Linked DNA regions of Mus musculus: all the other regions are linked to region 1. The links are chromatin contacts, called in public Hi-C, HiCAR-type and HiChIP or PLAC-seq maps. All regions are on one chromosome and are shown on one strand. The core of a region is the stretch at or near the end of the contact, and the rest is flanking DNA. Distances in the headings are between cores, read along the strand shown.

Region 1 (4,477 bases), core at 1,433-3,932:
TCCTAGAATCTAAATCTACAGGCATACACTGGACTCTTGCCTTGCCACCTGGGTGCTATTAGAATCTGAACTATTTGGAACTATACCACCAATCAAAGAAAACACATGGTGGAACTTGTGACTCTAGCTATATATGTAGCAGAGGATGGCATAGTCGGTCATCAATGGGAGGAGAGGCCCTTGGTCATGTGAAGGCTCCAGGCCCCAGTATAGGGGAATATCAGGACCAGGAATGGGAGTGGGTGGGTTGGAGAGCACGGGAAGGGAGATAGGGGATTTTCTGAGGAGAAACTAGGAAAGGAGATAACATTTGAAATGTAAATAAAGAAAATATCTAATAGAAAAAAAGAATCTGAACTATTGTCTCATGTCTGAATAGTTAGCACTCTCAACCCCTCCTCTATCTTTCCAGCACCCATTAACAGACTCTAATACTCAGTTTCCATCAACTATAAAATGGATGTAAATATATGTCTTGTACATCTCATTGTAATAGTACTGAAAGATTATATTAATTGGCTATATGCACTTTTCCCAAAGCACAAATTATATGTATTTGAATTTTAAAAAATTAAAGCAGGCAGGTTTACTGTTCTCTTGAGTTTGAAGAAATAATGCTAAAACACTCATCAAACTGTCTAAAGTACATATCCAATAAATTACTAATTAAATAAGTAATAATTGTAATGACTTGATACAAATAGTTAAAAATTTAAGCTAAAATTTTAATCTGATTATAGGGCTTAAAAAGTTAACATACCCTACTGTTTCATTCACTTATAGGAAACTTACAATAAGAATATGACCCAGGATATGCCTTTATACATTCTTTAGCAACTTAATATCATTTACTAAACAACTGAAGAAGGGCTTTTCATTTCAATGCAAGGTTCTCTTTTATATTAAGGGAGCTGTTTCTCCCCATGGCCCTGTTTTGAGTGGAGGAGGAGCAAAAGATCCTTAGAGATAAGAATCAAATGACCTTCTTTAAGGGTCATTTGGAATTGGAGGCCAATGTAACAGTTCTTGCTGATGGATTTCTACACAGTTACTGGCGACTAACAGTCTATGGTAAATAGAATCTAGGGAAACACAAACCTGGGTCTGTCTGCCAATTCATTATAAGAGGTGTGTGGCCTGAACCTCTGACCTTTGTGGTGAAGGTCCCCTCTTTGTCCCGTTTTCTCTGTAGCACTATGGTGGCCACTGGCTTTGCTTTCTTTCTCCCATCCTGTCCCAACTCACCCCTGCTCCAACATCAAATCATACTTATTTTGTTTTCCACATCTGGTCTTTGCTCAGTTGATAATACTTCCTGGCAGGATGAACCATGGAAGGAAAATAAACACCATGTGTTGCTGGGACTACAAGTGATGCTCTCTTTCTCTGATGTCCCAAAGCTTGTTTCTCTTACAGAGCTGCCCCTAAGAGCACCATGAAAACACCGCCATGATGAGTTTGCTAAAGTTGCATACACAAGCACATAGGTAAACCAAATAATGTAACACATTAAAGTCAAGACTCAAGATGAAGGGAAATGTTCGGTCGATGAGTATCTGCTAGGAAAAACCAAACTTAACACCAAGGAGAGCAAACCCAATGTTTTCTGAATTCCTTGCTGCCTTTGAGTGTCAGAAGCTGGAGGATTGCAGTTTAGTGATCCCTCATGTCTGCAAACTCAGTTATCAGCTAAATTGGGTAAACATTATACCAACATACAAATATGTACATGTGTACATGTGCCGTGTGCTCAGTTCATAACACTTTGAGGAGCTTAATCATAAAATCTGAAAAATTCCTATTTATGATCTTCCTAAAAGAATTAACAAAAGTTCTTCTGGGTATTTAAACATATGTGTAAGGTTGGTTTTAATTTTACAATGTATCCTTTTACTTTAAGCAAACAAATAGTAGTAGTAGTAGTAGTAGTCGTAGTAGTAGTAGTAGTAGTAGTAGTAGTAGTAGTAGTAGTAGTAGTAGTAGTAGTAAATGATTGGCCTCATGGAGGTTATACTGATTTTTTTAAAGTTTATAATATAATTGTTAGGCTAGACAATACCATTCCTTTTCTGTATCTCCTCTCAAAACTCTAGAAATGAGTTCACAGTTGTGAATGTGGAAAAAAATTGTGTACTGCTTCCACAAGTGCTAACTGTGAGCTGGGAGAAAATTAGTCCATTTGCAGGCATTGGAAAACCAGGGAATCATTCCATTGTCAAGACAAGAACCAGCAGCTGCTTTGGATTCCATGTATTTCAAGGACAAATCATTCATTGACTCCTTTGACACCCAAAGTATGCCAATAATTCAATGTATTAGTTGGATGCAAATTTCATACAATAAGGTATGGAAAGCAAACTGTAATTGGGAGTGCTTGTGTGAATGGAGCTCTGTCCTTTGACAGAGCCCATTGTTGAACAGCAGCCTGAACCCCCGACCCTTTACTTTGCAAGGATACAATAGCCTTTGATATGAGGTGGTGGGAAAAAGACTTAGACACTCATTTCACATTCAGTTGCAATTCATCAGTTTGGCGGGGACTTTTAGCAGCTTTAATGACCACAGCAATTGATGGTTAAATCAATTTGTGCCGGTGACAGCATGGCTGGCCTCTAGACTGTAACAATCCAGGATTGCGCCAGGCAGAAAAGACTCTGTTATTCAGATGTGCGCGGTTCCTACTCTGCTCAGAGAGAGAACAATGAGAGAGTCTCTGGCTCAGGCAAGCTGGAAAACGTTCACATTCACTCCACTGCCTGCGCAATGTTGTGGCTTCTCTGTAAGGAGGTGCAGCGCATTTCATTCCCGTAAGTATTGTTGCGAGTAAAAATATACAGACGACAAAGATTTCTAACGTTTAACTATATCCTGAGAGATAGTAACAAACCAGAAAGAATTTAACCTTTGATTCCTTGATCGAACTGGGTGGTCCTACTCCTGCCACCACTGCGCACCCCTCCTCCACTTCCCCTCAAAAAAATTAGAAAAGGGAAAGAGAAAAGCAGCAGCAGAGATTACGATAGAGGAGGCTTATGTTTAGGAGGGAAAGGTGAGAAAACAACCCCACAGTATTTTGTGTAAAAAAGGAGGGAATATTGCTCCCTCTTCTGTTGATCAGAGGTATTTTTTTCCTAGTAATGATTTAAAAATACATGTTTACTGTGAAAATATGTAAATGTCAGCATAGTTCACTGAGTTGAACTGACCTGTTCAAGTTTCTTAAAATAAAAAGGCAAAGTAAGTATTTTTTTTTTAAGCTAAACCTACGTTTAACATTTAGGAATTCTGCAGGCATAACTGGCAATTTTTAAATGGGGAGAAGGATAAAATATCATCACAACAACATTAATTTTGGTTTAGTTTCATCAGTGAATTGCGTCATTAAATATAGGAATCAAGAATTAAACCATAAGCAAGACTTTTAAATTCTACAGAAAATGTGCAGCCTAAAACATACCTGTAAGATTAAGCAATGTGAAGCCAACATATTATTTGTATATCTGAATACTAATTAATGTCTGGCATAACGTAAGATACACAGATGACTGTAACAAACATGCAACTAAAGCTAATTAAAGGAAAGTTTCTTGTTTTTAAACATGTGTTAATGCTGCATTTATTAAACAAAATTTTTTAAGTAAAAAAAAAATAGTATACAAAAAGTATTAAATTCTACTCTGGACTGGATAAAATTGACTGTAAGGGTGGACTCTGACCCTGAGTTGCCTTTTATGTCCTATTAAGAATTAGACCAAATGATACAATTTTATTTTAGAGCTATGGTGGAGAAAAAAGAAAAGAAACCATGTCCAGAATATAAGCAGATCCATGGGAAATGGATGGCCCCGACTCGAAGCTATGGTGTTGTGGGAAAAAATGTAAACAAGGTTTTCGAACAGATTTGTCTAAACATTGAAAGAATATTGAGTCTGTACAGAGGAGGTCTTGGCACTGAGTCCAGAGCTGTGCTTGGTAACTGGGGAGGGTAGAGAAAAGGAGGAGAGTTTCCATGGCAACACTGGTGCTGAGCATAAATGGAACAGGCATGCATCTTCCCAAGGGAGGACTGGAGGGTGGAAAGTGGAAACGAGGGGTAAGGGCGGTAGGGCCCCCATGAAGATACTTTATGCTGAATAAGTGTTTTGTGTAACTGTGTGGCATGCTGGACATCACTGTGTGCATTCTGAGAGATATGAGACCTCTTAAAAACACTGCTGCCATGATCCAAGACAGTTCTAGGTGGAAATAAATGTTGTCTTACCATTTCTAGAGTGAACACAAATACACTGAACCCATCTTGCTTCTGATTTTGTTATGTCCCTTCAAAGTAGAATGAGAGGTGACATGAGTAAAGCTTTTTACAGATTATTTTTCTTTATTCTTGAGAGTCGTATGGAAATAACCCTATTTCCTTCTCTTAGCTGCAAAGGCAGGAAGATATGATTTCTCATTATTTTGAATGTGAAACTATGATTCA
Region 2 (4,477 bases), core at 685-3,184, 1.3 Mb before region 1:
ATAGGCCACTAGGCAGGCATGTGGAATAGCACCCACAGACTAAGAGGGAGAATGATCTTTATATAATAGTGCAGTAGGCACACTTTGAAAACAGTTAATGGTTTAATGTCTCTGTGGGTAGTTAACACATTGGAGCATCTCGCAGGTAGGTGTGTGTGTGTGTGTGTGTGTGTGTGAGAGAGAGAGAGAGAGAGAGAGAGAGAGAGAGAGAGAGAGAGAGAGAGAGAGAGGTGTGCTTTTGGGTTGAAACCCCAAATTCATGCTAAGCATGCACTCTACCTCTGAGCCACAACCCCAGCCCCAGGGTGACTGTTTCCATTTGGCAGCCCCAGTTTCTCTCTTTCTCACTCTCGCCAGCTCATGAACTCTGTGGCTTAAGCGCTCCACTGCCTTCTCTGTGGGTGTCTCTAGGCTTCCTCGTTGCCCCACAAACTTCTAGCTCTTACTTCTCTAACTTTCTGACAGAAAATACTACATAGCCGACATGTCCTGGCATGAGTACTGTTCTGAGTTAGCTTCTGGTAGCAGGGCCACAGTCCAGAGAAGCAGAGGTAGAGGTGAGAGAGGAAGACAGGGATGGGAGAGGGAGAGGGAAAGAGGAGATGGTGCTGAAAATTGATAATTGGTAATTCCAGCATGTGGGAGGTGGAGGCAGGAGTCCAGTGTCCTCTTTGATTATGTTGTCCCAGATCAACCTGGGGTTGACACACATACACACACACACACACACACACACACACACACACACACACACACACTCATGAGGGTGAACGAGAGAGAGAGAGAGAGAGAGAGAGAGAGAAGCAGAGAAGGGTTGAGAGAGACAGAGAGAACTACTGTACCTATTAGCTAGATGGAAACATTCAAGAGAGAAGCAGCATTTTAGACAGGATGTCTTCAGTTGCTTCCTCTCCCTTGCCCGTCTGATGTAGCCCTGAACTCTTCTCACATTCCAGAGACTTTGCCAAGTTCTGCCTCTGTCCACCCCTTCTGGATGTGCTGACTCTTCAAAACAGAGAGGAGACTCTGCATACTAGGAGAGATCTAGGACACGGCTCAGGGTTTATTTCACAGCTGTTTTTTGTTAACCTTGACTCTAAGAATTTTTCCTCCAAATAATTTATATATCAAGGCAGGATGTAAGTCTGAAGGGAGCCATATTCTAGATGTGAGCTTGCTGGGTGCAGAGCAGAGCAGGAAAGGACAGAATTTCTTTAGCAAATTAAAGCTGGTGGCTATTCACTTTTCATTTCTTTCTCATTCTCCCACATTTTTCTGTCCTCCTCTTTCTTGTGTTTTTATTGAGCTTTGCCATGGGCAACCCCAACTGGAGTGACTTGTGTTTCTGGGATCACCTTATACCTCTGTGGGCATGAGCAGCAGCACACAGAGGTATACAATTGAAACCAGCAGGTTCTACCTGCTGTCTCTAGGACAGCTATGATGATGATGATGATGGTGATGATGATGATGATGATGTAATTTCTATGGATGGAACTCAGGTCTGCATGTTTGCAAAGCAAACAATTTTCTGACTGAACCATATCTCCAGCCTTTTAATTACAATAAATGCCTGCTGTTTCTAAGGATGCAATCCCTGCATACAGTTTGCCTAGTGAACCCAGTGTCCAGCGGGACTGCTGTTACTTGCCAGACCAAAGCCTTTCTCTGCAACAAAGCCTACCATTGTGTCCCAGTGTAGGCCCCTGATCTTTCCCAAAGGGCCTTTTTGAACATGTGCACTTATTTCCATCCCACTATGGGCTGGATGCAATAATAGCTAGAGAACCATGGTAACTTGCCTTCCCCCTCTGACCATTCTGCAAGTGTTATCTGGTGCTCTCTGAAAGCGACGCAGGCAGCTGGACTCTGCAAGAGCGTGTCTCCTCAGGGACTGTGCTCCTTGGTGCCTCTGTCGCAGGGCAAGGGAGGAATACAAAGCTGAAGGTGCCAGTGTGCTCCTTGACTCAGCTGTCCCTGTCTAATCCCAGCTCACAACTGGATGTCCTGGGGTTTGAGTCAGGGCTCTCCTCCTGGCTACTTTCCAGCTGTTTCCAAATGCACTTGAGAAAGTTCCATGTGATGTTTTTTTCATGTAGCACCTGCTTGAACAATCCAACAGTCACGTTCTTTTCTCCTCTATTATACTGTACATCTGTTATTTTGCTGACATGGAAGCCAGCATAACAATTAGATTCATTCTTACCCAGTAAGTTGATTCCAGCGAAGCTTAAGAGCCTCAGTGGAGGTTTTGAGTGTTTATTCAAAGAGAGAACAAAATAAGAAATCCTGTCTATGAAGAGTTTTGGGGGTTAAGTTAGTGGCATGTCTTTACTGAAGGTCATTTCATGTCCCAGTGGCAAGGGGATGAAGTTAGCACTACATGAGAGATAAGAAGATAAAGGTGATCAGGAATCCCTTTGTCTGGGTTGGTTTACTTTCTCTTAAGCAAAAGTGCATTCAGGGAAGGGAAATTTTCTTGTTTGTTTTTGCTTTTTGAGACAAGGTCTCTCCACATAGCCCTTGGTTGTCCCAGAACTTGCTATGTAGAGCAGGCCAGCCTAGCCTTGGGACTTATAGAGATCTACCTGCCTCTGCCTCCCAAATGATGACTGTCTAGGGAAGGTCCTTTCTAAAGAATGCTTCATTATCCATCAGCAGAGCAATTTGAACAAATGCGAGAATCTGACATGTGCCCCTGTGAAAGGCTGTTCCACTCCCAACGGGGTTGCATGTCACATGTTGAGAACCATTGCCTTAAAGATAGCATTGAGCAAGGGAAAACTTTAGTGGGATTGAGGGCCAATTACTCGGGGCATGGGGAAATAAGCCATTAAAGCTTTGGCATTTAGTGTGTGCAGTGAGGTCATTGAATGGTCCTAAACAGAAGAAAAACATCATTTGAAGTATATTTATTTCTAAGTGGGTGACTTGAACTAAACTGGCAGCATGGGAGTGAGCAGTGGGCACAGTCTGGCCATTTTTGAGACAAGTGACTTAACAATGAGATATCCAGCTTGTGAGGACAGTGGCAGGTGGTTCCTTTTCCTCCTGGAGTTCTCAGTACCCTCTTTGCAGTGTAAATGAAGTTATTTTCCTTTGAAAAGCAAAACAAAGCAATGTGAAGCCAGAGGCCTGTGTCTTTACAGTGTATTCAGGTGGCTGAAGCAGGCAACGGCCACCAGTTTGACTCCAGTCTGGGGTGTAGAGTGACATCTTGTCTCAAAAAAAAAAAAAAAAAAAAAACAACAACAACAACAACAACAACAACAAAACAGAAGAGGAAGAGAACAATGGGAAAAGCCATAAACTAAATCTGAATATATCTATTAAGTTGTTCCAAAGTTTTCTTACATATGTGTGGTGGTGGTGGTGGTGGTGGTGGTGGTGGTGGTGGTAGTTTTCCCAAAGATTAACAATGATCAACCTCTTGACACATATCATTTAGTATCATTCATTTAAGTATCCCGACATTTATTTACATGCCAGATATAATTTCTCAAAAGCAAGAGCTAAAGTGGCCTTCCCACAAAGGATCCTTCATAATACATGTAATTTCATTTAATATTGTAATATTTTACAGTTACTTTATACATTGTTGAGTCAACAGCCTATGACATGATATGTATATCATTTTATTTCCTAGAGGGGAAGAGATATAAGTAATAAATAAGCAATAATAGAATGAGAAAATATCCTATTTAGATGATAAAATTAGCAACTAGACTAGTGTAGTCCAATAGACATTCAATCCAAAAAACAATTTAAACCACATCTGCACTAAGAAGGAATAAGAAACAGGTAAAATTACTTTTAATGATATACTTTATTTTGTTCAACATAAGTAAAATAGCATACATTCACCATGTAGCTAATATAGAATTATCAATTGAGTATTATCTACTATGCTAAATTTTCCAAATATAGTGTGTATTTAATTCTAAAAATATATCTTTCATATTTACTTTTTTTTTTGAAAAAAGGCAAAATAACTATTGGGAGTGAAGAGATAGTACAGATTATAGAGGGACACACTGTCAAGACTGACAGCAGCCCACATGAATGAGAATTCTCAAGGGGCTGTATGTATTTAGATGAGTGGTCAGTAGCCATATAAAAGTTATTCCTCTCTATTATATTAGATAGCTAGAGTATTCCACAGACTTGAGACCAGTTATCACAACTTTAGAAACTATAAAATCTGATCCAAACATTTTAAACCTGATCCAGGTCTTCTAGGCTCTCTATAAGCCCTCAAGTCATCCATTTATAGATATGTATAATGCAAAGCAAGGTTTATTTACAATATCACTAACGCTGGATTCTCTCATCAAAGGCATAGTTCCTTTGGCAATCTCAAGAAAGACACAAGATGCTAAAAAGGTATTTTTCATTCTCAAATTTCTCATCTCTTGTGAATATACCCTGCAAGTGAAAGAAAATGGAGTCTTACTTTGGAATTTGTGTGTGTGCGTGT
Region 3 (4,477 bases), core at 1,275-3,774, 1.2 Mb before region 1:
AAATAATAGAAAGCCCACATACACGTGGAAGCTGAACAACACTGTATTCAATGATAACTTGGTCAAGGAAGAAAGAAAGAAAGAAATTAAAGACTTTCTAGAGTTTAACGAAAATGAAGCCACAACATATCCAAACTTATGGGACATAATGAAAACAATCCTAAGCAGAAAACTCATAGCTCTGAGTGCCTCCAAAAAGAAACTGGAGAGAGCATACATGAGCAGCTTGACAGCACACCTAAAAGCTCTAGAACAAAGGGAAGAAAAAGGAGTAGACGACAGGAAATAATCAAACTCAAGGCTGAAATCAACCATGATGAAACAAAAAGAACTATACAAAGAATCTATCAAACCAGGAGATGGTTCTTTGAGAATATCAACAAGATAGATAAACCATATAGATAAGCCAGACTAACTAACCCTCAGCCCTCTCTCCCATAGCCCCAGGGCCCCCAGTTGGGGGCTGCCCCTTGTCCACTCCCCCACTTTGAGTGGGGTCAGTGGCTTTGATGCCCACCTGGGGCCAAGTGGAAAGCGTCTGGCAGCCCTCCCCTTGTCTGCCTGCCCAGAGCACAGGAGGAACTCTGGCCAGACATGGGCTATTCTCTCCCCCATCTTCCTACACCCCCTTTAGTTCCCACACCATGTCTCCATGTATTTATGTGTATTGATAATTTAATATACTCTGATTCAGTATTTGGCTTCATTTTAGAAAGTGACTACTATGTACTTTAAATAGTTTTATTTTAAAAGTATATGTACTGTTTAAAAAAATAACTTCTGAATTAATGTTGGGTAAGAAACTCCTTTAAAACTTATAAAAATAATAGTGTTTACAAGTTGGGTGTGAATGTTGACAGTACAGATTCCAGCAGGGGCTGAAGACTTGGTTGTCTTAAGAGCTCTGGAATTGGCCCATTAAAGGAATTTTGTAGCATTGCATTGTGAAACAGCCCTGGATTCTCTCCTGAGTCATCTAAACTTTCTTCTTTTCATTGTCCAAAGGCTCCTCCTTGATTCTTAGGAGGCTTGTAAGAGTTTTATGTTCATAAGCTAAATTTCACTCAAAGGATCTGCCAACATGAACTTCATTCCATAGAGGAGCTGAATCTAGCATGGGCAGGCTATGCATGCCTGGGGTTCTGCAGAAATGTTTTGAAGGAGTGGGCCACAGAACTAGAATTTCCCATTTGCAAATGAAATAATTGCTGTAAAATCACAATGTGACATATCTCATGGATCACAACTGACACAAATGAGTAGACTTTCCTTGTTTACAGTGATGTATGCATGGGTGCCACCATTTCCTTCTCTGACACCGTGCTGAAATTTACTACAAACGCTCACCCTAAGGAAACAACATATATGCCAGAGTTTTAAGTATTGAACAATGTTTGACTATTGAAAAAGATTTTGTAGTTTTTCAGCCACAAACTGATAGAACAAACACATCTTTGCCATGAAGAAAGATAGGCCATCTTATAAACTCTTTTGTATCTGCTGTAAGTGTAGCATTTGATAGTAGCCATGAGATAGCCATGTTTTTAAAATAATTTTTACATGTTTTTGTATATATATATTTTGTGTATGTGTGGTTGGGAGGGCATACTAGGCATAGAGTTCCAGAGTTATGAATACTAGACAAGTACCCTATCATAGAGCTACACGCTTAAGCTCCCTTTATCTAACTTCTTAAGTGTAAAGTTATTTTTCCTTATACAATAGGAATACAATACTTTATATATATATACATTAGATAAAATGTAAAATTATAACAATATGTTGATTAAAAAATAAAGTAATTCGATTGGATAGGTTGGTGAGCGTATTCTACACCCCTTTCTATGCATGTGTGTGCTACCCTTATCAACAAAGTTATGAGTTGCTTTATGCTAGATAATTATATTTTATACATCTTCTCATATCAGTGCCCTGTAAAGATGTTCACATTTTAAAATAGCTGCATAGTACACTGTCAAATAAGTCTCTTACTGGATATTTAGTTGTTTCTGATATTTTTCTGTTGCAAAGAGCTCCTTGATAAACATCCTTTTACATAGTCTTTCTGTGCTTTCCTAATTATACGCTGAGGCTGAGTTTCCAGAAGATGGGCCACTAGGCCACAGGCCTAGTCATTTGGAAGCCTGATAATTGCTGTCAAATTGTTCTCCAGGGAGCCTTGCTCTCTGTTCTCTGACTAAGGACTTATGAGACTGCCTGTCTCCCTCACCAACAGCCCTGCAGCCTAAACCTCTCTGGCTTGGTTTACATTCTTGCCACAGCAGCTCCTTCAAATAGACAGAAACAATGGAGAGGGATGTGAATGGTCTCCCATGTAGGCCTCAGGTGGGAGGCAGTTCCCTGATTTCTTTCTTAGTCTTGCCTTCCTTCGGCTGGTGGTAGTGACACCCAATGTCTCCTGGGAAGAAACCATGGGTAGAAATTCTTACTCTCGCCACAGCCTGGCTCCTGCCTGTACTGCTGGCAGGGCTCTGGCCTCCAGCCACCAGTCTGTGGGTGGCATGATTCTTGTATTCTGAGCAAAGGGCTGTGTTGGCACACTGCTCACCCAAGCCAGTGCTTAAGCCAGTGGGGAGGAGGCGGGAAGGAAGTAGAGGCTGACCAAACTGCAAACATAAAAGCACAGCCCCAAAATTCGTCAACTCTTACTCCATCCACACTGTGAGCAAAATAAACCAGGCTGTCCATCTGCTGTGAAATTTTAGTTAATGAGTCTCTTTTGCAATGATAAGATTTCTATGCATAGAATATTTTTGAATTTTTTTCTTTTTGGTTTTTGGAGACAAGGTCTAATATGACTCAGGCTAGTCTCAAACTGGCTAAAGATGACCTTGAACTCTGGATTCTCCAGCTTCTCCATCCCAAATTCTAGGACTATCGGTGAGTAACACAATACCTGGCTCTCACATTTAATTTGGTCCAGGTTCTGGGAAGATCGAAGGTCTATTACATGCTCAGTAAGGGGCTTGACCACTGAGCCATGCTTCTGTTGATGTATTTTTTATTTACACAGCACACTAAAGGAGGTGAGCGTTCATAAATAAGATGGAAGAGGTGATGAAAGAAAATTTCCCTTAAAGATAAAAGAAATGAGAGTGTTCTCTCTTTCTTGTATCATGCAGTTCAATACATTTAATGAAGGAGGAAGAAATTTGAACAAACAAAAGCATTGAGGATAATCCTGAAGGTGTCTACACAGTTCTAAGAACTGTTAGGCTGTGGTGTTGTGTAAGGAAACTGTTATGCAAAAGTGCCAGGGTGTGGGTAACAGTGAGCAAGCAAAGCATGCTAGTGAGGGCCACTTGTTCAATCAGATGAAGCAGTTGCAGGCAGCATCCTGCCTTATAGTGTGGACCGTTCCTGCAGCTCTCCTCAACAGTGGCTTTGGTTCCTCTGCCCTTCAGGAGCACCCTGCATTCCCCATCATTAAACCCATGGAGGGAGCCCAGGAAGGAGGGCAACATTTGAAATATAAATAAATAAAAATAATTAATCAAAAACATTTCATCAAGTGATGTCATTTATTCACTGGTCTATTTAGTCAGGCCCTTTAGAGAGAGAAACTCTCCCCATCCCTTGTTACAGAGAGAAGGACATGATCCTATAGCAAAAGTAATATCACTTTTCTCATTTGGGGATAGAAATTGTATTTTGATTATCATATTCATTGTTTCTCAAAACCTTTGGCATATCTTTTCAAATTGGTCAAGGTAAATCCATACAATAATATCTGATGTACAAATTTCAGAAATTTTTAAAAAAATCAATTTACGGTTTTAGGCTGCTCTTGTAATTTATGACCTCAATATGTTTGATCTATAAATTAAGAATGTTAGACCCAGACCAACAAGTCTCAATTATTCAGGACCGAGTAACCTAACACACTAGTATCTTCTTTTGACAATTAAAGTTTTGAAAAGCTTATTTGACATTATAAAGCAATCTTGTAGTTGGGAAGCAGAGTTTAGATGTATGTATGCCGCTTACTTCTCTTGTGAATAAGACAAAACACTTGACAAAAGCAACTTAAGGGAGCTCATGGTTTCCAGGGATTTCTGTCTGTCACAGTTGGTATGGCTGCCTCAGTGCCTCAGTGCATGTTGGCAGGAGAGTGAAGAAACTGGTCACACTGTGGAGGCTGAGTGCAGAGTAGCTCATGGTCCTGAAAGCAGAATAAAGCCATGACTGCAGCAGTTCACTACAATGGCCTTTCTGTCTTAGGTAGCCAGGTCCCATAGCGTGTGGTGATCCTCCTTCCTCGTGCTCTTGAGTTAAGAAATGACAGGTACTTGACATGGTGTATGCCTTTAGACCAAAGTCTTAAAAACTACCTCCATCAGTTTTTATCAGTGCAGGTCCGTGGATTATTTGCTTGCTTGTTTAGAGACAGGGTTTCCTATCCGAGGCTGGCCTCAGACTCTTTATATAGCCTAGGATAACCTTGGACTTCATCTCC
Region 4 (4,477 bases), core at 1,196-3,695, 1.2 Mb before region 1:
CCATTGTCTTCAATGTCTTTCAATTCCAAGAGTCAATAATTCTCTTCCTTTGTATTCTTGCTCATTTGTTTACATGGGCTGTTTCATTAACAACCAAATGAGTTCTGATGAACTCCATCTGTAGATACTCAAGTGTATTGTCTAAATCACTGTGGTCAATCAAAGGCAGAAGGATGTTCACCAGAATTTCTCTCCTTGGAAGAACTTAAACAGTTGACTACTGTAGGCCCCAAATGGGAAGTGTTCTATCTTAACTACTATGATTGCTTCCACTATTAACAAATCTCTTCCCACAAGGCTCCACTTGTTAGATTAAAGAGTCATGCGCCTGAGCAGCTGTGGTTGAAAATAAAACTGTCTGGAAGCCAGGAAATGCTGTCTATATGCTTGGTCAGAATATTATGTAGATGGTAATTTTAGAATAGTCTATATGACTGTAGTATATGAAGTATAATGTTGCTTTATGAGATATTTGTTATTATAATAAGTCTTGTCCCACTTTCTGTGTGTGATTGTGTGTCTGTCTGTGGCATACATGTGTATCCATTCAGAGAGCAGAGGTCATTGTCATTAGTCGTCTTCCTAACCCTCTGTCCACATTTATCTTTTTACACATGATCCCTTACTGAACTTGGGGCTAGGTCAATCCTACAGAACCTTCTGTCTCACTTCCTCAATTCTCAACAATCTAATAGGAGTGTCTTAGTATTTCCATTGCTGTGAAGTAATGCCATGACCAAGGCAAGTCTTATATAAAACAAAACAAAACAAAACAAAACAAAACAAAACACACATTTAATTGGAGCTGGCTTACAGTTTCAGAGGTTCAGTTCACTATCATCATGGCAGGAAGTATGGTAACCTGAGAGCAGACATGGTGCTGGAGGAGTTGAAAGTTTTACACATTTATCCAAAGGTGGAGACTGCCTTCTGAAGGTAGGAAGGAGCAGGAGCAGGCTCTCTTTTCCACACTGGTCAGAGCTTGAGCAGAGGACCTCAAAGCCCACCCCCACAATGACAGCCATCCTCAAACAAAGCCATACCTACACCAACATTGCCACACCCACACCAACTTTGCCACACCTCCTAACAATGCCACTCCCTTAGTCAAGCATATACAAAGCACCACAAAGAGCATATTTCCAAACAAGCTTCTACATGGGTACTTGAGATCAAACTCAGGTCTTCATGCTTGCAGGCAAGAATTTTAAGCACAGCTTCTTCTCCTCAGCACTCCTACCCTCAACTTTTCAGTGAGTTCAGTCTTGTAGAGTCAGTTACAAAGGTGTACAGTAAAAAGGATGGAAAACAATATAGTATTAATTTGACGACATACAGAAAGACAGAAATGTGTATCTTATTAAAATAAGCTACCACAATTCTAGACTATACAATTTTAGGAACTGTAGTCTGCATAACTAATAAAATTTTTTTTTTCAATATAGAATTCTGAGTCTCTTCTGGACTGTGAAGGAGACCTTCTAGAAAGTTGTGTCTGCTGAGACTGATTGACTGATTAGAATTTCAGTGCTATGGAGAGATTTGAATGTTACAGGTCCAGAGGCTAATTACCTTATCTTCGGTTAACTTTACCTGCACACCTCAACAGCTATTCCTTGTGTGCCTCTGTGTCAGAACCAGCATCCTGTGACTAATAGATAAAAGCCTTTGGAAACTATTAATTTAACAGACCTTCTACCAAGCCCAAAGATAACAGTGTTAACAGATAACATCTTTGGTCTATAAAATAAGTTTCCTCAACCTTGCTGTAACCACCTCTCAGATATGCCCACCAATGTATTTTAAGCCTGTCCTGATTTATGACTTTCAACTTTCTGTAAAACTATAAAACTTCATGTAACTGCTTCTAGTTCAAACATGGACTTTGAGGTATCTTAATCTGTGTTTCTGGTCATTCAGAATGGATCCAGAATGAACTAGCTTTTATTCTTCTTAAGAAGGAAAATTGTTTTTTGAGTTGACACAATCAAAGCCAAATTTTTAAATAAATTAAAAATTATTTTTAAATGTAAGAATTGATTATTGATATTAGCTCCCCTAGTTAAGCAAAAGCTATTGACATAGTATGTTAACAAGTATGCATGTCTGTCCTCTGACTTGTGAAGGAATTCAAATATGTTTTGGTGAAGTTTAGTAATAGTGGGGGACTATGGCTATCATAGTATGGGGCCTCCTCAATAACAAGACAGAAACTAAGAAACTTCTATCTCTTTAAAATAGAATGGACCATTTTGCCTCCAGAGGATGTAAATTGAACATGTCTTTGTGTTTTCACTTAGAATTTTATTTCTGTTCTCACACCCCACCCTCCTTTACATGAATATTAAGGTCCAAGGCTTTAGCAACAGGCATTTGGTCCTGGGGGAAGAAAGGGTAAAGGGAAGAGTGTTGTGTATGGCTTTTCATATGTTAATGGTTGATTCCATGGCAACCATTGAAAAAAAGAAGGGCTAGGGACAAAAGGGGCTGCAGGAGAGAGGATGGGGCTCTTTCAGGGGCTAGTAAGAATAACAGCCCAGACCCTCTCCTCTGAAAGATATCTGATGGCCAGACCTCAAAGGACTTTGTCTTAATAGTGCAGAGTCAGTATGTAATTAATGCAGAGTTTTATGAGTCCAAATTTCACCCTCAATGATGTTTCCCCTTTAAAACGTGGAGAATAAGAATCTGAAACCAAGAGGATGTTTCAAATCACTGCTCCCATTGGGACCCACAACGGAGTCTATCCAGAGGACACACTAGACTATCGGCTCTAAGCATCAGACATTTCAGTTTTGAGTTAAAAGGTCAAGGGCTTTTATCTTTGAGTACAAGAAAGCTTTTAAAGCTGGCTGACTAAGAGCAAGCACAGTGGGAATGGCTGTGCTCTCTCTCACATGCATCCTTTGAACACTGTCGTCCCTGATGACATGTTGAAATGGTACAGGACACAGACAAGAGCAGGTCACAGGACACAGAGGACACTGGTGACATTCCATTCCTTGGCTTCCTTGACCAATGAAAAGAATTCCTGGCTGCCTATATATCCTCCCAGAAACATGGTGACATCCTCACATCAGATTCCCTAGTGCGCTAAATCTTCATGTGAACTTCAGTGGTTATACATATGAAATAGCTGTTGTATCTTGCCAGCACAACACACTCTTTCTAGCCCTTTCTCAAGTACTGCAAAGCATTACATTCAGTAACAATGCCAACTTTACCAACTTTCTATCCAGCCTTGTTTTCTTGCATGTGTATTCCTCAGTCTTTGATTGAATTATATTGAATTCCTCTCTCTCTCTCTCTCTTTTTGTCTCCTTTAAATAGTTGCCAGAGACCAGCCACCAGTAGCTGCGATACAGTGTTTTCTCTGTTTCGATAGACACAAGGGCTTTTTATCACAATGGAATGCTTATGGAATTGCATGTTTCAAAAGACACTAAACATGAAAATACAACTTCATTCAAAGTCAGGTTACAATTATGAATAGCAAGGCTACAATGAAGAGAGAGAGAAAGAAGTGCTGGTCTGTCTTTCTTTCAGTGGTTATAAAATGTAATTCATTTTTTTCCCTCATAAGCCTTATGAACCTTACTCCCGCTTTTATGTTATTCAAAACTCTGATGGGGTGGAAAGCACAGAGTTATTGTAGCTACCAGGAATCCCAATATGAGGTCTGACAATATTGTTACCAACATTATATTATAAAGAGACAGTTTCTTCAAAATGATCTTATTTTTGAATGCCTGTTTGCTTGATGTTTGCTGAGTAATATGTGACATCTGATATTTTGGCAACAACACTGAATAATTAATCTATTCATCAAAATTTTTAAAAGTGTTTTTATAGACTAGGACTTGGTCATATTTGATCAGTACATGCTATGACTGGTTGTCATGGAAATGTAGCCTAGTATATATGGATAATTGTGTAAATAAAGAATCATCCCTTTAATCATTTTTTAGTGTCTGTTTGCTTCTGAAATTAAGACTTGATGTTTAAAAAGATACATGGATGAGAGATCAAACAATCAAACAAACAAACAAACAAAACAAAGAAAAGAGATCTGGTTAAATAAAATCCAGTCAAAATAGGAACAGAAACCATGATCAATGTAGAGACCAGTCACATTCTAGCCACACTCCATACAACCCCATCATGATGCTAGATGACAAACATACTGCAAGTGTATTGTCCCCCAAAGTTTTGGTGTGCACAAGAGCAAAACTAACTTGAAGTCTATGATAAGCAAAGCTATTCTGACTTGTTTTAAGGAACAAGACAAGCCCTGAGCACTCCCTCCTCCCCATATGCTCCCCAGATCTATGTAAGGGTACATGGAGACACAGCTAACACATTCTTAAAACAAATATAACATCAAGTCTTCAATAAATACCTTGTATATTATTTTTCCCATGACAAACTAAGACAACTGATGACAAGTCCTCATCCCTGACCAGGGATCTTCTCTAAG
Region 5 (4,477 bases), core at 827-3,326, 1.2 Mb before region 1:
ATTGAAAGACCTGTTTATTATCATGAGAAATTTGGTTTATTTTAAAAACATAAAAACATTTTACTAATATGTTTTTATTTTAATCCCAAGTGCGGAGATATGGGGCTGCTTTGGACCGGAGCAGCTGACTTTGCCATGTGCTTTACCAGAGGTGCGGTTTTGCCAGCTACAGTTAGCTTCTGCAGTTGTGTGATGTTTGAAATTCTGGGAACTTTTCAGAGGGTCTATAAATGCTAGGGCCTTGAGATGGGGTTGGGGGTGATTGTTGGTCATTCAGAGGATTTGGATACGGCTTCTTAGTAGTCACATTCAAAGAAGAAACAAAGAAGGAGAGAAATTAGTTTCAGGGATCTTTATCTCTTGATCCCCTCTCTCCTCCTTTCTCTCTTATCTAGTGATGGGGATGAACTGGCGGGTGGGTGAAATAAAGGGCAGGAAAAAGAAGAACCCACAAAGTAGTAAAGACCAATTACAGTTTATACTGCAGTTCTGCTTTTTATGCCAGGATTAGAGAGAACAATATGTGTTCATCAATAGAGGGATGTAAACCATGAGACCTAGGTTCATTCAAGCCATAGTCTTCCAGGAGGCCCTCAATAAAAATCAAATATATCTTCTACCATGCTTGGATTCTGAATTGAGGAATGAGAAAAAGAAAGTTGCTAGGCATTGGTAGACCACACCTTTAATCTCAGCACTCTGAGAGGCAAAGACAGGTGGATCTTTGTGAGTTCAAGGCCAGCCTGGACTACAACTCAAGTTCCAGAATAGCCAGGACTGTTGCACAGAGAAACCCTATGTCAAAAACAAAACAAAACAAACAAACAAACAAAAACCTGCGACCACCACCACCAACCAAACAACCAATCCAAATCTCCAAAACAATGGACTGTCTAAATGTTACCTTCGTTACTGATGGCAGCACTCTGCAGGTGTTTTAGAGAGGAAAAGGGTTAAACTGGAAAATAGAAGGCAGCACATCAATGCTGTGCCCAGTATCCTGGTGGATTTCATACCTGAGCAGGGGGTAGTGGGTGTACTGTCACAGTCAGGGCCCCTGAGAAGGGACAGAGCAGAGTGTGCTTATCAAGAAGTCATACACTCTCTTAGAACCATAATGAAAGACACAGAGGAAAAAAGGCTCTTCAGAGGAAGGTAGTATCTGGTGTGAGATCAAAGTGTCATGTTAGTGAAAAAAATGAGAGAATACAATTTATAGTTTACTATCACATGCAAATCAAAAGCTACACACAGAGCACAATTGAATACTAGGAATTTTTTAAAAAAGATATACACTTAAGAGAATTCATAGGTGGTAGGTTTGAAAGAAAGAAATTACATGCATTGTAAGCTTAGTTGTGTCTATGGAGACGTAGTTTTATTTATTTGTTTAAATAAAAGAGACTTACGCAGATAAAGGGAAACAGGGTGATTTGAAGTGATGTCAGTGGACAACTCCTTTCCTTACTAAGAAAACACCAAGAATGTAGAAACTACAGCACAGCAGTGCTTTAATATATATGACCAGAAACATCAGACAACAAGAAAAAAGACCGCAACAATAGGGTCAAATTTCCAATATGGACAAGATATTTGGGGACTTTCTAATGCCTAGAATCTTTTGACATGGTTCGTTCTCTCTTTATAAAAATCAAAGTTTAACGCGTAGCTTTTGGTCGAGCTGGAGAAGCGAATGGAAATCACACTTATAACCTCGGTGTCCTTTGAACTTCGGGTTATACTTTTCTCTTCCAGGTCCACTTTTTATCTAGCTCTCCGCTCCCATTTCTCACTAGTGATTATGAGATGTTGTGTTAAGTCAGTTCCTTTCCCAGAACTAAAACAGGAAGACAACCGGCTTTTCTATCTGTGTGGAATAAATATCATAAAAGAAATCTAGCAAACTGCACCTCCTTTCGTGGAGCTGGGTTGGGGATCCAGCCAGGGCGGGGCGGGTTAGACATGGCTTAGGAAGGACATGGCTGAGCCCAAGGCTGTCGCGGGTCTGCTAAACTGCACAGAGTGCCACTTGCAAAGTCCCTCTCTGCCCCATGGCGACAGATGGTCTTTCTTCTGCCTGTGTGTGTGAAGGGGGTGGGGAGTGGTCATAACAATAAGCAGCAGTAGCCACTTGACAGCTTCTTGCTGCCAGGAATTTGCATGGGGGTGGGGGCGGGGCGCTTGCTGCCATCTGGAGAACTTCAGCTCACTGAGGAAGAACCGGTGTCTCCGCCTGTATGCGCCCTAGTGGGTGTTGGGATCTGGGATCTGGACTCCCGGGGAAAGCAGAGAGCAAGAAGCAAATCCCCAGTGAGGCTTCTGCTGCTCTGGGGAAGAGAGACTGGACCTGCACGCTGGGCTGGCTGGGCGGAGGTTATGCCCACAGGTCTGGCACTTCAGAATGATTCAGGTCAGCCACGGTGTCGCCTTTGGAACATGGGTTTGTTTACCCACCAGTAGTTGGTGGGGGACATGTGGACTGGAAAAGAGGAAACCCAAACCTGTACCCCTTTCCCATGACCTCCGGAGGAAAGTTCAGTGAGGCAAAAGGCTGACCATACACCCCAGGGACGCTTTTCTCAGACCACAGTGCTGTGCATTATAAACACATGTGCAACTCATTTAATTAAACACATAACAGCTGCTGAGATGTTTGTGCGTTTAAAAAGCAAAATGTATTTTCAGTGCATTTTAAAAAATAAGTTTTTTTATTCGAAATACCAATTGAAACCATGTGGTCTCCTTTTTACTAAAAAAATAAAAATTTCTCCAAAATATGTTCAGTGGATATTTAAGATTTACTGGGATAAAAAAGGCAGCTTTAACAAAATATTATTGTGTTGGGGAATGTATTCTATAGCTAAAAAGAATTAACATAAAAAAGAATTAATATTATCAGCCCATGGGTTGTAGTTAATAGATAATCCCAAAGCTTTATAAGCTCTCGAATCTTCCAGAATCTCCAGCACCAAAAACAAATAAAAAAAAAAATACAAAAACCAAAATAACAACAAAACAAACAAGCAAGCAAAATACAATAAAGTTCCACATGGGAGAATAAAAAGACATGATCGGATATGTGTTAATTATGGGCTAATGAAATAAATGAGAGTAAATCTCTGTTTTCTGTGCTGGGATTTTCAGGGTGGAAACCATAATATTTCTTTTATTACCCCAGCGGCTAACCCAATTCCACTACGAAGGAGGAGCCTGTTTTTCAGCCTGAGTAGTGACAATGAACACAGGTTAATACTGACAAACCTAACACTAAGCCCACAGAAGTACTTGCAAGTGGCATCTGGAATCTAAGAGGTAAACCATCATGGTGAGACCAGCAAGTTCTCAGTAGCTGCCACTTCTGGTCCTCATCCAGCTAACCTGAATGTATGTGTGCCCCAATCTCTGAAACAATAAATTCTCTGAGTTTAGGATACTAACAGGTGAGCTTTTGGGTCCCATAAAGATGGCAGACATGAGTCCAGAATTTTTAAGTATTCAATCAAGGCAGCTTTCTAACTCGCTGAAAGCTATGTCTACACAGTGTGCAAATGCTAAGGCACACGTGTTTATAGGTACACTGCATTATTTCAGAGAATGTGAACTCTTTGCTCTGTGGTGGCTCAAGTTTGAAATTTATACTTCTTTAAAAACTTTTTTTTGGGGGGGTCTATGAAGTCTTAGCTATCCTGGAACTTGTATGTTAACCAGGCTGACCTCAGACTCATAGAGATCTGCCTGTCTTGGAGTCTAGAAAGCGAAGATTAAAGGAATATGCCACCATAGCCCACAAATTGATACTTTTGAGCTGGGCCAGACTTAGTGGCACATCTTCAAATCCTAGTATTTTGGAGGCAGGCAGATCTCTGTGAGTTTTGAGTTTAAGGCCAGCCTGATTCACATAGTGAGCTATAAGCAAGTTAGGGTTACATAGAGAGACTTGTCTCAAACAAACAAACAAACAAATCTTTTAAATGCAATTGGCCTACATTTTTAGGTAGAGTTAATGACTTAATTTGGTATTGATGGGGCTTATAAAATAACTATGAACACCATTCTATCATAGTATTTCATGAACCATTCAAGTTTATGAGAATGAACAGACAGACAGAGGCACCTAGGGTGTGACATTTAAGACTCAATCTGGTACAAGAATGAATCAAACTGTAACTTTCCTCGAACCCCTTGAATTAGATGTTCTACAGAAGGCCAACCAAAGGCTTAAAAATCTAATTACGTTCTGAACCTAAATTTATTAGTTGAATGGTTACCATGGGGATCATTTTCACACCATATTGCTTCCCAAATGTACACACAGAATTAGGGTGCTAGTTAGCTAAGTATGTTATGAGCCTTCACTCTGCAAAGATCTTATGTGGCAAAAAGGGGCACCCATTTCTTTCCAGAAAAGAAAGAAAAGGTAATGTCTCAGTCCTGGCAACAGTTAATCCATGGGATAAAATAGTGTTTGAATATATTT

What was found. Hi-C and Micro-C count contacts between places; a contact is called where the count stands out from the background. HiCAR-type assays count read pairs that join an accessible place to other places. HiChIP or PLAC-seq counts read pairs in DNA pulled down with a chosen protein or histone mark.
Region 2: a contact with region 1 is called in a HiCAR-type map of astrocytes, with 6 times the contacts expected there. The contact joins two enhancer-like sites. A contact is called at or near these places in 2 of 115 datasets of contacts at active chromatin or transcription factors (astrocytes and stem cell-derived neural progenitor cells) and 1 of 9 other capture datasets (embryonic trunk).
Region 3: a HiCAR-type map of astrocytes shows a contact between it and region 1, with 5 times the contacts expected there. The contact joins two enhancer-like sites. A contact is called at or near these places in 1 of 484 Hi-C or Micro-C datasets (cerebellum), 2 of 115 datasets of contacts at active chromatin or transcription factors (astrocytes and bone marrow-derived dendritic cells) and 2 of 9 other capture datasets (embryonic tail and embryonic trunk).
Region 4: an H3K27ac HiChIP or PLAC-seq map of stem cell-derived neural progenitor cells shows a contact between it and region 1, with 16 times the contacts expected there. The contact joins two enhancer-like sites. A contact is called at or near these places in 1 of 15 datasets of contacts at CTCF or cohesin (the NIH/3T3 cell line), 1 of 484 Hi-C or Micro-C datasets (stem cell-derived motor neurons), 4 of 115 datasets of contacts at active chromatin or transcription factors (astrocytes, differentiating embryonic stem cells, embryonic brain and 1 more) and 1 of 9 other capture datasets (embryonic trunk).
Region 5: a contact with region 1 is called in a Hi-C map of cerebellum, with 4 times the contacts expected there. The contact joins two enhancer-like sites. A contact is called at or near these places in 5 of 484 Hi-C or Micro-C datasets (cerebellar granule neurons, cerebellum, cranial neural crest and 1 more), 2 of 115 datasets of contacts at active chromatin or transcription factors (differentiating embryonic stem cells and embryonic forebrain) and 2 of 9 other capture datasets (embryonic tail and embryonic trunk).

What each region holds. Positions count from the first base shown.
Region 1 is chr10:38,551,284-38,555,760 of GRCm38.p6, forward strand. No RefSeq gene overlaps it. Among named protein-coding and RNA genes, the nearest start is that of Gm22911, 62 kb to the right of the region's middle. Within about 2 kb of position 2,683, at least 127 of the 459 cell types and tissues checked have an H3K27ac peak or open chromatin away from gene starts, as enhancers often do. A contact at or near this core is called in astrocytes, cerebellar granule neurons, cerebellum and 5 more, where this site is marked.
Region 2 is chr10:37,249,312-37,253,788 of GRCm38.p6, forward strand. No RefSeq gene overlaps it. Among named protein-coding and RNA genes, the nearest start is that of Gm26535, 68 kb to the right of the region's middle. Within about 2 kb of position 1,935, at least 65 of the 459 cell types and tissues checked have an H3K27ac peak or open chromatin away from gene starts, as enhancers often do. A contact at or near this core is called in astrocytes and stem cell-derived neural progenitor cells, where this site is marked.
Region 3 is chr10:37,312,722-37,317,198 of GRCm38.p6, forward strand. No RefSeq gene overlaps it. Among named protein-coding and RNA genes, the nearest start is that of Gm26535, 4.5 kb to the right of the region's middle. Within about 2 kb of position 2,525, at least 77 of the 459 cell types and tissues checked have an H3K27ac peak or open chromatin away from gene starts, as enhancers often do. A contact at or near this core is called in astrocytes and cerebellum, where this site is marked.
Region 4 is chr10:37,375,701-37,380,177 of GRCm38.p6, forward strand. No RefSeq gene overlaps it. Among named protein-coding and RNA genes, the nearest start is that of Gm31202, 14 kb to the left of the region's middle. Within about 2 kb of position 2,446, at least 46 of the 459 cell types and tissues checked have an H3K27ac peak or open chromatin away from gene starts, as enhancers often do. A contact at or near this core is called in embryonic brain, stem cell-derived motor neurons and stem cell-derived neural progenitor cells, where this site is marked.
Region 5 is chr10:37,395,360-37,399,836 of GRCm38.p6, forward strand. No RefSeq gene overlaps it. Among named protein-coding and RNA genes, the nearest start is that of Gm31202, 33 kb to the left of the region's middle. Within about 2 kb of position 2,077, at least 136 of the 459 cell types and tissues checked have an H3K27ac peak or open chromatin away from gene starts, as enhancers often do. A contact at or near this core is called in cerebellar granule neurons, cerebellum, embryonic forebrain and 1 more, where this site is marked.